3 separate regions of the Mus musculus genome follow, and all the other regions are linked to region 3. Evidence: chromatin contacts called from public Hi-C and promoter capture Hi-C data. All regions are on one chromosome and are shown on one strand. Each heading gives the region's core, a stretch centred on a gene start, on an enhancer-like site or on the middle of the called end of the contact. The rest is flanking DNA. Distances are from core to core; before and after follow the strand shown.

Evidence for each region. Hi-C and Micro-C count contacts between places; a contact is called where the count stands out from the background. Capture Hi-C pulls out chosen DNA fragments and counts their contacts.
Region 1: a contact with region 3 is called in a promoter capture Hi-C map of adipose tissue, with 4 times the contacts expected there. The contact joins the promoter of Ipo13 here to the promoter of Toe1 in region 3. A contact is called at or near these places in 2 of 39 promoter capture datasets (erythroid cells and pre-B cells), 1 of 484 Hi-C or Micro-C datasets (CD4 T cells) and 1 of 9 other capture datasets (adipose tissue).
Region 2: a contact with region 3 is called in a Hi-C map of CD8 T cells, with 4 times the contacts expected there. The contact joins the promoter of Efcab14 here to the promoter of Toe1 in region 3. A contact is called at or near these places in 1 of 39 promoter capture datasets (pre-B cells), 1 of 484 Hi-C or Micro-C datasets (CD8 T cells) and 2 of 9 other capture datasets (adipose tissue and liver).

The regions. Positions count from the first base shown.
Region 1 is chr4:117,913,302-117,916,577 of GRCm38.p6, forward strand. It overlaps Ipo13 (importin 13), which reads right to left and starts at 1,698. Exons shown (of 20, transcript NM_146152.3): 1 at 987-1,698. The coding sequence starts at 1,070.
Region 2 is chr4:115,735,941-115,739,320 of GRCm38.p6, forward strand. Efcab14 (EF-hand calcium binding domain 14) reads left to right here and starts at 1,830. Exons shown (of 11, transcript NM_001368627.1): 1 at 1,830-2,900. The coding sequence starts at 2,719.
Region 3 is chr4:116,805,664-116,809,060 of GRCm38.p6, forward strand. Toe1 (target of EGR1, member 1 (nuclear)) reads right to left here and starts at 1,896. Exons shown (of 8, transcript NM_026654.2): 1 at 1,805-1,896; 2 at 954-1,096; 3 at 823-863; 4 at 596-692; 5 at 322-480; 6 at 1-82. The coding sequence starts at 1,856. Mutyh (mutY DNA glycosylase) reads left to right here and starts at 2,071. Exons shown (of 16, transcript NM_133250.2): 1 at 2,071-2,108.

The sequences.
Region 1 (3,276 bases), core at 448-2,947, 1.1 Mb after region 3:
CATCCAACTAGGATTAACCAAATCTGTACCCTCCCGCCCCCTGAAAGCCAGTTATGGCTACTGTCCCTTGTACAGCCAGCCACTCAAGGAAGCAAAAGGAGACAAGAGACCGAACAAGAAGATATGTGTTCTCAACATTTGTTAGGTAAACAAGCCTCAAGAACAACAAATGTTTTTCTATGACTGCCCCTTGCTATCCAGTAGGATACCCCTACCTCTCGGATCATCCTTGGGAGTATTGGGGGTGGGGCGGGTGCATTCCTGCATTCCAGGCTGCTGGGAGAAGAATAGAATAGAAAAAGATGGCCTGGGCAATGGAGAAGTCTGGAAGGAGGCCATGGCAGAAAGCCATGTGGGCAGGTAAGGAAGGAAGGGCCCTGTAAAGTTGCCAGCAGAGCCAAGCCCCTTGGACCCAGCACAAAACAAGAGAGCCAGGCACACTCCTGCCTGTCCAGGACCGGTTTGACTTCCATCCAATAAGGAAAAGACCCTTTCTGAAGATAAATGAACATATAACTCAGACGGGTTTAGCTCCAGATATCTTTGTGAGCCTTTGACTGAAAAAAAGTGAGTCGGGTCCAGGATCATTCAGCATCCGTGTGGTTTCTAACGTGGGGGTGGGGGTGGCTGAGTGGCAGGTCTTGTGAGTTTCTGGTTCCCTCCAGAACTCCGCCTGCTTTTCTCCTGGATCTGGGCAGGAGCCGATTTGGTTATAAGTCTAAACCCTTCAGCACCCTACAGGGAACAACCTAAGATCCTAGAGTATCTATCCGAAAGGGGACCTGTGTCTACAGAAAGCCCAAAATAGCCCATTAGGCACTGCAACACTGCTGTCCAAGCCGGCTGCCCAAGAGAGATGGTAAATACCAGGTGCTCTGGGGGCATCATCCCAGCGGGCACTGAGCCCGCGTCTGAGCTTTGGCATTAGTGTCAGTCCCCAGAACTTCTGCTCTGTCACTGGAGTGCCCACCCCAAGGCCCTCATACCTTCTCCACGTTCTCCACAGTGAAGTCCAAGGCTGGTGCTGCTCCAGCCCCTGCAGCCCCCAGCTGCTCCTCCCGCCGCTCCATCTTTGCTCCCTGCCTGGCAGGGAGGTGGACCCTGATCTCTTTCTTGCCCCAGCCCTTTGGCTGTCGGCCCCCTGCTAGACCCCGGCTTGAGTACCCGGGAGGTGGTGGGATGAGGGGATGCCCAGGGCGGGCATGGCTGCCGAGGCCTGCCCACCTCGTTTGGAGGGGGAGTGGGTTGCAGAGGTCAAAAGATGTGCTCTTCGGAAAGGGACCCGCTAAGGCGGCTCCCAGAAGGGAGGCGTCCGTGAGGTACTCCCAGACAAGGGTCCTAGTGGGAGGTCACAGCTCTGTCCCTTGAATCAAAAGTCATAGGGGAGGGAGGCCTATAGGGGAAACAGAGGCCCTGGCCCGTGAGGGGTCACAGAATCAACGGCCTGTACCCATAACACCCCAGTCTGGACGAGCTTCTAGATGCTATGAGGTCAGGGGGGCTGGGAGATCACCCGGGAGAGAGCCCTTCGCGAGATACGGAGACGTCCAAGGAAGCACGGGATTGCAGTTTCGTGAGTCTGGGGCAGAGTCGGTAGAGTTGGGGGACTGAGATAGGTCCCCTCCGTTCGCCTGGCCCGCGATCTGTTCGCCTCCCGGCGTTGGCCCCGCTACGGTCGCTGCCTCCGCCCCAGTGACTGACAGACAGGCCGGCCCGGCCGGGACGGGGCGGGGACCTCAGCAAGACTCGGGCTGTCCCGAGCGCCTGTCGCCAGTACCACCAACTTAGGCCCCCACCCACGCTTGTCCTGGCCCGGCACGGCCAAGCACATCGAGACACGGCACGGCGGAACTACGCGGAAACTCATTCCGGGTCTTTGGCCCTGTCCTCGTGCTAGCTCGCGCGCCCCCGAACAGGCGACGGAACGGCACACCGCCAGGGGCCCCTGCCTGAAGCAAGGACCCGCCTCTATGCACCCTGGGAAATGTAGTTTTCGTCGGACCGGAAGGTGGCTCCTGAGGAGGGAGGCTTGGAGCACGTGGGTTGGGGGTCCTATGGAACCCTATCCTATTCTCGGCTTAGGGCAGAGGACCATCTTGCTCAGTCACATTGCCTAGGAGTGCAACTCTTGCGAAGACGTGATTCATGGGGCCTTTGGGTGGAGTTGGAAGCCAAGAATGGAGGGGAGAGGGTCACGTTTGGTCGGCGCTCAGGCACAGGGAACTGGTTGTGTTGGTGACCATCAGCACCCGCTAAAGAAGAGGAAAGATAGGAGTTACTTGGTGCCCCACAATTAAAAAAAAAAAAAAAAGCACTGTGGATCTGCTCGGGAGCAACCGGGAAATCATATTATTCTGCGCGCGCGCGTGTATGTGTGTGTGAAACGAGGAGGAGAAGGGAAATCGTTAAGGTTTTCATTATGTTTCAAGTAAGAATAGCTCATGGCTTTACCTTAGGTTTTGTTCTCTCTCTATTCTGCTGTGGCGGGTTGGTTTGTTTTGAGATGGAGTCTCTTGCCTTGGGGTGGGGAGTGTACCTCTTTAATCCCAGCACTCCCGGGATTACAGGAGTGTGCCACCAAGATGGGTGTCTGAAGTGCTGTGCCTCCCGCGCACCCTGTCAACTGAACCACATCCTCCACCTTCTTTGTTTTCAAGCGGGGATCTCACTATGTAGCCCGGGCTTGAGTGGGTATTTTTATTCATTGTCTTCAGCTAAAATGGGGAAATTGAGGTTGGAGGAAGGCAAGCCCTGCTCCCAGCAGGCACTTCCTCTCCATGCTCAACTTTTTCTTTCCTTGACTCCTGTCAGCAGGAAAGGAAATGATTTCAAACAGAAGGATCTTTCTTTTTCTTTTCTTTTCTTTTTTTCCAAGACAGGGTTTCTCTGTGAGGCCCTGGCTATCTTGAAACTCTGTAGACCAGGCTGGCTTCCAGCTCACCGAAACCCACTTGTGTCTGCTTCCAAAGTGCTAGAATTAAAGTTATGTACCACCATGCCCAGCCTAAAACTTTTTTTTTTTAGATAAATTATATTAAGCTCAATTTGGGCTTACTATATGGCTTCTCTCTCCTTATTGACTAAACTCTTCCCAACACAGCCTTCTAGCAGTAGCAAAGTTGGGTAAGAATAAGAAGGGCTGGCATACCGTCAGGAGGAGCAGCAATTTTGTAAACCTGGGGAGGAAACAGATTAAGACAAGAGCTGGAGTCACTATACAGGGCTTTACATGTGTCCCACCACACCAGGTGACACTTGTGCTCTAAGGGAGGAAGC
Region 2 (3,380 bases), core at 580-3,079, 1.1 Mb before region 3:
AGCTCAACGCACCATGTTATAAATATCATTGACGTCTGCTGAGTTTCCAGTTTATATTTTAGGCCATCGTTCCTGCCCAGAATTCCCTATGGAAATACCAAGCAGCCTACTGGATTTCGAATTTAGATATCAAATCATCGGCTTCTTGACCTTGTCCCCAAACCTTCCCCCTTCTCGACAAATGGCAAGGCTCTTCTCACAGCACCGTTCCGAACTTCTAGGGTTGTCCATGGCTCCTTTTTTTTTTTTTTTTTAATTTTCTTTCATCTAATCCACCGACAAATATCTTTAACTCTATCTACAAGAAGCATACAGCATACTGGCCATCCCCACTACTGCCACTCCGCTGTCCTCTTCATGTCTATCCAGACCGAAGAAATACTTGGCTCCCTCTCTTTTTGTTGTTTATTTTCCAAACAGTAGTCAGAGTCATCTTTTTTTTAAAAAATTACTTATTTTTAATTTTATGTGCATTGGTGTTCTTCCTGCGTGTATGTCTATATGAGGGCCTTGGAGCTCCTGGAACTGGAGTTACAGACAGTTGTGAGCTGCCATGCAGATGCTAGTAATTGAACCCAGGTCCTCTGGAAGAGCAGTCAGTGCTCTCTTAATCCCTGAGCCATCTCTGCAGCCCCTAGAGTCATCTTCTATAAACTGAAAATTCAGAGTATGTTCCTCAATGGTTTTTCAAACTCCTTCTACAAAACCCTGCAAGGTTTACTTCCTGATGTTTCTGTAACTTCATTTCCTATCACTTTTTTTTTTCCAAACCAGGTCTTTCTGAGCACTCCTTCATGATACCATTTTACTTACTCTCTGGCTTCCTAAGGATCTATGCCCAAAAATCCCTTCATCAAAGACAACAGGCATGCCTCACCCTATCTTATTTGGGTTTCCTTCATAATATGCATCCACTTCTAAAGTGTAATATGTGTGCCTATTGTTGCTTTCATGCTCAAATACAAGCTGGAGCAGATGAGCAGATAAAATAGAGGAAGCCCAATTGAATTTAAATTTCAGATAAACAATGAATTATTTTTCAATATGAAGTTGTCATAGATATTGGAGGGCTCTTATAATTTAAAAAAAAAATAGCTAAACCAGGTGTGAGGATGCATGCCATTAATCCCAGAACTCAGGACCAAGGCAGGCAGATCTTTGCGAGTTCAAGAACAGCCTGGTCTACATAGCTAGCTCTAGGGCAGCCAGGACTACATAGAAAGCCTCTGTCCAACTCCCTCCCCCCTCCCCAAAAATCACTGTTTATCTGGTATTGGAAATTTACTAGTGTTCAGTATTTTATTTGCTAAATCTGGCAACTCTATACAGAAAGGAAAACACATTGGTTATTGTGTTTATGGCAGCATCCCCAGAGCTAGAATAGTCTCGATATTTCACCACCAGTAAATATTTATTGGATGGATGGGTGGGTGGGTGGATAGATGGATAGATGGGTGGAGGGATGGATGGAAGGACGGATGAATTATTCAACTGGGCCATTAAAACAATGAGCCTAAAGAACCTAAGAGTAAGAGGGATGGAGTCTTTCAAGAACTTTTCAGAAGGTGGAGCCTCGGGTGCCAGTCCCCGCCCCTGCTTCTCAGCAAGCAAAACTCTGCCTCCGCTGTAAGTTGATGCGGTCAGCCGCGGTCCGACAGGGGCGGGGCCTACTAACTGTGGCTCCAGACCCAGCACGAGCCAGAGCCGCGGCCCCTTTAACGTTCCACCTCCCCAGCACCACACGCGCCCTCCTGCGTGACGTCACCAAGGGGCGCCCAATGGGGGCGCGGCTTACTGGCAAGCCTTGCCCGGGGCCGCTGCCAAAGGGGAAGTGAGCTAAGACTGGAGCTATGGCCCGGGTCTGGAGCCTGCGGCGGCCGCCACCGCCAGCACATCCAGAGAAGTCGCGACCGAAGCAGGGGCCGGAGACGCGGCTGGACTGGCCGCGGCGCGTGTGAGTTGCGGAAGTCGCTGGTGGCGGAACACTTCAGGCTGGCGGAGCGGTGGTCACCCCTCATCACTGCGCCCCCTCCAGGCCCTAGCAGCAGGGCTCCCGCTCCTCTCGCGCGGGTCTCTACAAACTCAGGACAGAAGCCACGGGAAGGTGATCATCCCGAATCCTGGTGGGCGTCCCGGCCTGGGAGTTTTCTAGGCGCCCAGGCAGTGTTGGCGCTCTCCTGTCACCACCTCTCCAGTTAAGGATCAGCGAGTTCCCACTGCCTGCTCTGCAAAGTCTCCTCTCCTCCCATTCAAAAACAAGTTTATTTTCCTTCTGCATTGGGAATCTTGTCCCAGAGATCTAAAGTACCTTAGTTTTGTGTATCTTTCTCCCGCTTTCTGGAGCACTCCTAGAAATATTGGTTGCCTACACGACTTAGAATCTCGTGCTTGACTTAGCGGGTTGTTTTGTTTCGTTTTCCTTTTGACAGGTAATAGTTGTTTCAGAAATTTATCCATTTAGATCTCCAGTTCCTTGGCCATCTCTATGTAACTTCCCCCACCCCCCATCCCCCATCCACCTGAGTCCAATTTTCTCTGGGCTCTATTCTCCAGCCCTCAGTAGATCTGGTCAGTCCCACCTCTGGGTGGGAGTGATCAGGGGGCTCAGGCCCAGGATTTCCAACCCTGGAAGGCAGCTCCAAGTCAGCGAGAGAGTTGGGTGTTGGCTACGAACCTGGCAGCTCAGGAGTGGGCCCGCCACTCACCCCCCACAAAAAGATGAAAAAGCGCAAAGAGCTCAATGCGTTGATCGGCCTGGCTGGTGACCATCGGAGAAAGAAGACCAAGCAAGGCTCAGGCAGCCACCGCCTGCTTCGCACTGAGCCTCCTGACTCAGACTCAGAGTCCAGCACAGACGAAGAGGAATTTGGAGCAATTGGAAATCGCTCTCGTTTTGTCAAGTGAGTGTAGCAGTGGGGAGGGCTGAAATGGGCAAAAGGCATCTTGCACTACTACCAGCCGGGCAAATGGATGAGAAGGAGAGGGGAGTCCCTTGGAAGAAAAAGGGAAGTAGGCCTTGGAAAACAGGGAGAAAGGATGTTGGACAGGGCAAGTTCTAACTCTTAATAAAGAGTAAGCAGTCACTCTAATGTCTAACAAGAGCTTCAAATCTAGGGTGGAAGTGTGGACTTGGGGAATGGGCTCATAGCCCAAGAAGGAATTAAAAAGGTTACTCATGGAGACAGAGGAGCAGAGAGGCTCTTGGGGCTAGGCATTTTTAAAAAGTAGGTCAAGGGACCTTAAGACCAATACTCGTTTTGTGTTTCTTAACCAGCTTAGATATTGGTGATAGGAGAATATGGTGAAGGGCTTACTGTTGAAAGTGTGAACCTTCGATAAATAATATGGGGGTGGGGGGAGCAGTCTTTTTTACCAAACCA
Region 3 (3,397 bases), core at 646-3,145:
CATTATGTAGCACCAGGGGCCGTCGGGCCCGAATCAGTTCAAGGAACAGCGTCCGTACCGACTGGCTCTGGCTCTCATCTCCCTAGGTGGAAGGGGAAGGACAACGATGCCCAGTCAGCACCCAGTCAGCACACTTAACCAGGTTTCCCACTGGGGAAGCACCGCCTCATTATCTAACCCCGCCCTGCCCCTTCCACAAAGGTCTTGTTTCTCGAGCCTTGTCACACACATGTCCCCCACCCCCCACCCCCCAGGCCTATGCAAGCAAGAAATAAACCACACGGGACTCGAACTCAAGGCCAGAGGAAGCTGGAGAGCTACCTTGTCATTGCCCTTATGGTAGGGGATACCCTGGGCGTACTGCCGGTTGAAGTTGAAGCCATGCTGTACCAGGAACTGCACAGACTTCGGTTCTATAACGTACTCCTCTATGCATAGCAGGGTGAGATTGAACACTTGAGCCAAGTAAGAATTTTCACCCTGAAAAACATGAGGATCTACTTTACCAAAAACTGGGAGGAAAAATTTCCACCATTAAGATCTCAACTCTCAGGCCCCATGCCTCCCTCAGACCTGGGATGAAGGTAATTCCTACCTTATCTGGTTGCTGCCTGAAGCAGGCGAGGCCCAGGGACAGGACAGAACGGGTCCTGGCAGCATGACACACGGCCTTGTAACGTTCCTCAATGCACCTTAGAGTTGGGTTTGGGCATGAGTTAGTTTCACAAAGAACCCAAACTACCAGGGCTGGCAGTCCCTAGCTTCTGGGTTGAGACCTACATATTTGTTAGAGCTGGGATCACAGGCAAGGCTTATACTTACTGGTTCAGCAAACTCTTCCTATCCCCGAGCCCACTCAGCTCCTATGGGTGGGTAAAGGAAGTGTGGTTATTTTCCACACCCATCACCAAACACTTCACAGCCACCTGCCCTCCCTTCCTCCCACTCCTCACCGTGTCCACAGCCACAAAGCTAGCTGTCTTTAAGGCTAGCAAGAGTGATGGCCATATCTCCTTGAAGTTGTCACTCTGCACGTCTACCACAGGAACCCGAACCACAAACTCCTCTGCAGGTTGTGTGTTTTTGTTGACACCACCTGGGGATAAGGGCGTTGATGGATTTAGATGGTTTCACAAGGTCCCTGTGGAGCAAACACCAAGCTAGATGTGGGCAAAGGGGTGCCCACTGACAAGCTTTCACTTAAAGATTTTACATCTACCAGCTCTAAACACAAGCTCTGAAATGGGCAGTGCCCTAAATTTGGAAAAAGGGCATCTGTGTCTTTTAGTGCCTTTATGTGGGACTGGGAAATCATTTCTTTTTTGCATCATGATCAGGAGAAAAGTGGACTAGATAACCTTTGAGGATTCTTTATCCTCCAGCCTGTAATCCCAGGACTAGGGAGCATTAGGCTGAAGGACCACGAGTTCAAGGCTAGCCTACAGAGCATGCTCCTATCTCAAACACAAACCGATCCCATAAAGCCACATATACATGATGCCTCAACAGCTACCGGAGTGCTCCAAAGTTAAACCCAAGCTCCACTTACTGTGGACGACTACGCACTCTGGTATTACCGACTGACAACCACCGGCTCCGTCCAAAACACACCACCCATCCCACCTCACTGCTCCACTCTACAACAGTTCGGGTTTTGCAGTTGCACGCGCTGCACACTGGGAGTTGTAGTCTAAGATAGCTGAGGCAAGAAGAACTACAGGCCTGTCTCCGAGCTACCGGGCCGAGGCTTTTCCCTCCCCAGGACCCCTTAGGCTTCTGTGGCCATCCCTGGGGAGCCGCTCACCGTCAGAGGGCGTTGGAACTGGAGGCACATCATCGTCACTGTCCGCGGCCATGACGCCCCTCGCCAGCCTTCTGGAGGTACGCAGAGACTTCCGCTTCGTCTCCAGAAGCGACACGGATCTAGGATGGGGCGGGGTCTCGGCGTCTGGGTCCCGTAGGGTCAACTTCCGTTCCGAGTGGTCGGGCGGGGTGCGGAGCGTGGGCCTTGCGCGCGCTGAGTGTCTATTGGCTGGACGGTCCTACTGACCGAAGCCACGCCCCCTTCGGGGTTTCTTGGGAGCGGCCGGTCGGAGACTGCGCAGGAGGTAATCTGTGCTTTCATTTGTGGTGGCGGGAACGTGGAATCTTAAAATTACAGCCGATCGTTTCACTTACACAAACTCAGGGTTGGCATGGGCAGCGCAGGCTTCTCGGCGCTGGGTTGGGGAAAGAATGCCTCCTGCGCTGAGCTAAAGCAAGCCTAGGAGTTCGGGAGAGAGGGGTGCACGGCCGAGTAAAGGGGTCCTGAGCATGGACACAAGTCCAGAAAGATAAGGAAGTGAGAGGGAAGCGTTCTACAGGACACAGGTAGATAAGTGGTAAAATGACCAGGAACGTTTTAAAGATAATTCACCCAAGTATTAATGTGCACTTGAGTTAAGGTTTTGGTAGGTCTTAATTTGACCTGTAGGTGGTAACAATGTCGGAATTCAGTCCCATCCTAGGAAGTGTTCTCTAGCTCCACCGACCTAGATTTCTCCTTATCTTAAAAGATAAAAGGCTTCAAACTTATCTTTAAAAATTCAGGCTGGGTGGGATGGTGCCTGACAATAATCTCATCCTTCAGGAGGCAGAGGCAGGCGGATCTCTGAGTTCAAGGCCAGCCTGGTGTACTGAGTGAGCTCCAGGGCTGCACAGAGAAACTCTCGTCTCTATAAAACAAAACAAAAAGCAATCTCCACACCTGGAGTGCTGGGTTATAGGTGTGCACAACCACTCTAGTTTGACTTTTTTTTTTTTTTTTTTTTTTGGTTTTTCGAGACAGGGTTTCTCTGTATAGTCCTGGCTGTCCTGGAACTCACTTTGTAGACCAGGCTGGCCTCAAACTCAGAAATCCACCTGCCTCTGCCTCCTGAGTGCTGGGATTAAAGGCGTGCGCCACCACGCCCGGCTAGTTTGACTTTTTAAAAAAGATTTGTAGTGGGCGATGGTGGCGCACGCCTTTAGCCCCAGCACTTTGGGAGGCAGAGGCAGGCGGATTAGGTGGGTTTCTGAGTTCGAGGCCAGCCTGGTCTACAAAGTGAGTTCCAGGACAGCCAGAACTACACAGAGAAACCCGTCTCCAAAAAACAAAAACAAAAAAGGTTTGTTACTATTTTTAATTCCGTGTATGATTTCTGCGTGGGTCCGTGTGTGTGAGTGCAGTCGGATCCCACCCTCCAACACAGATCTCACAGCCCTCTAATCCCCCTGGCCGTAGCCTAGGGCTGATATCACAGCTGGTTTATGAGCAGTCCAATATGGATGCTATGATCAAAACTCATGAGCCCCCACTGTGCAGCCACGTGGGATCCGGGATTGAACCCAGGACTTCATGTTCCCTAGACAGTCACTA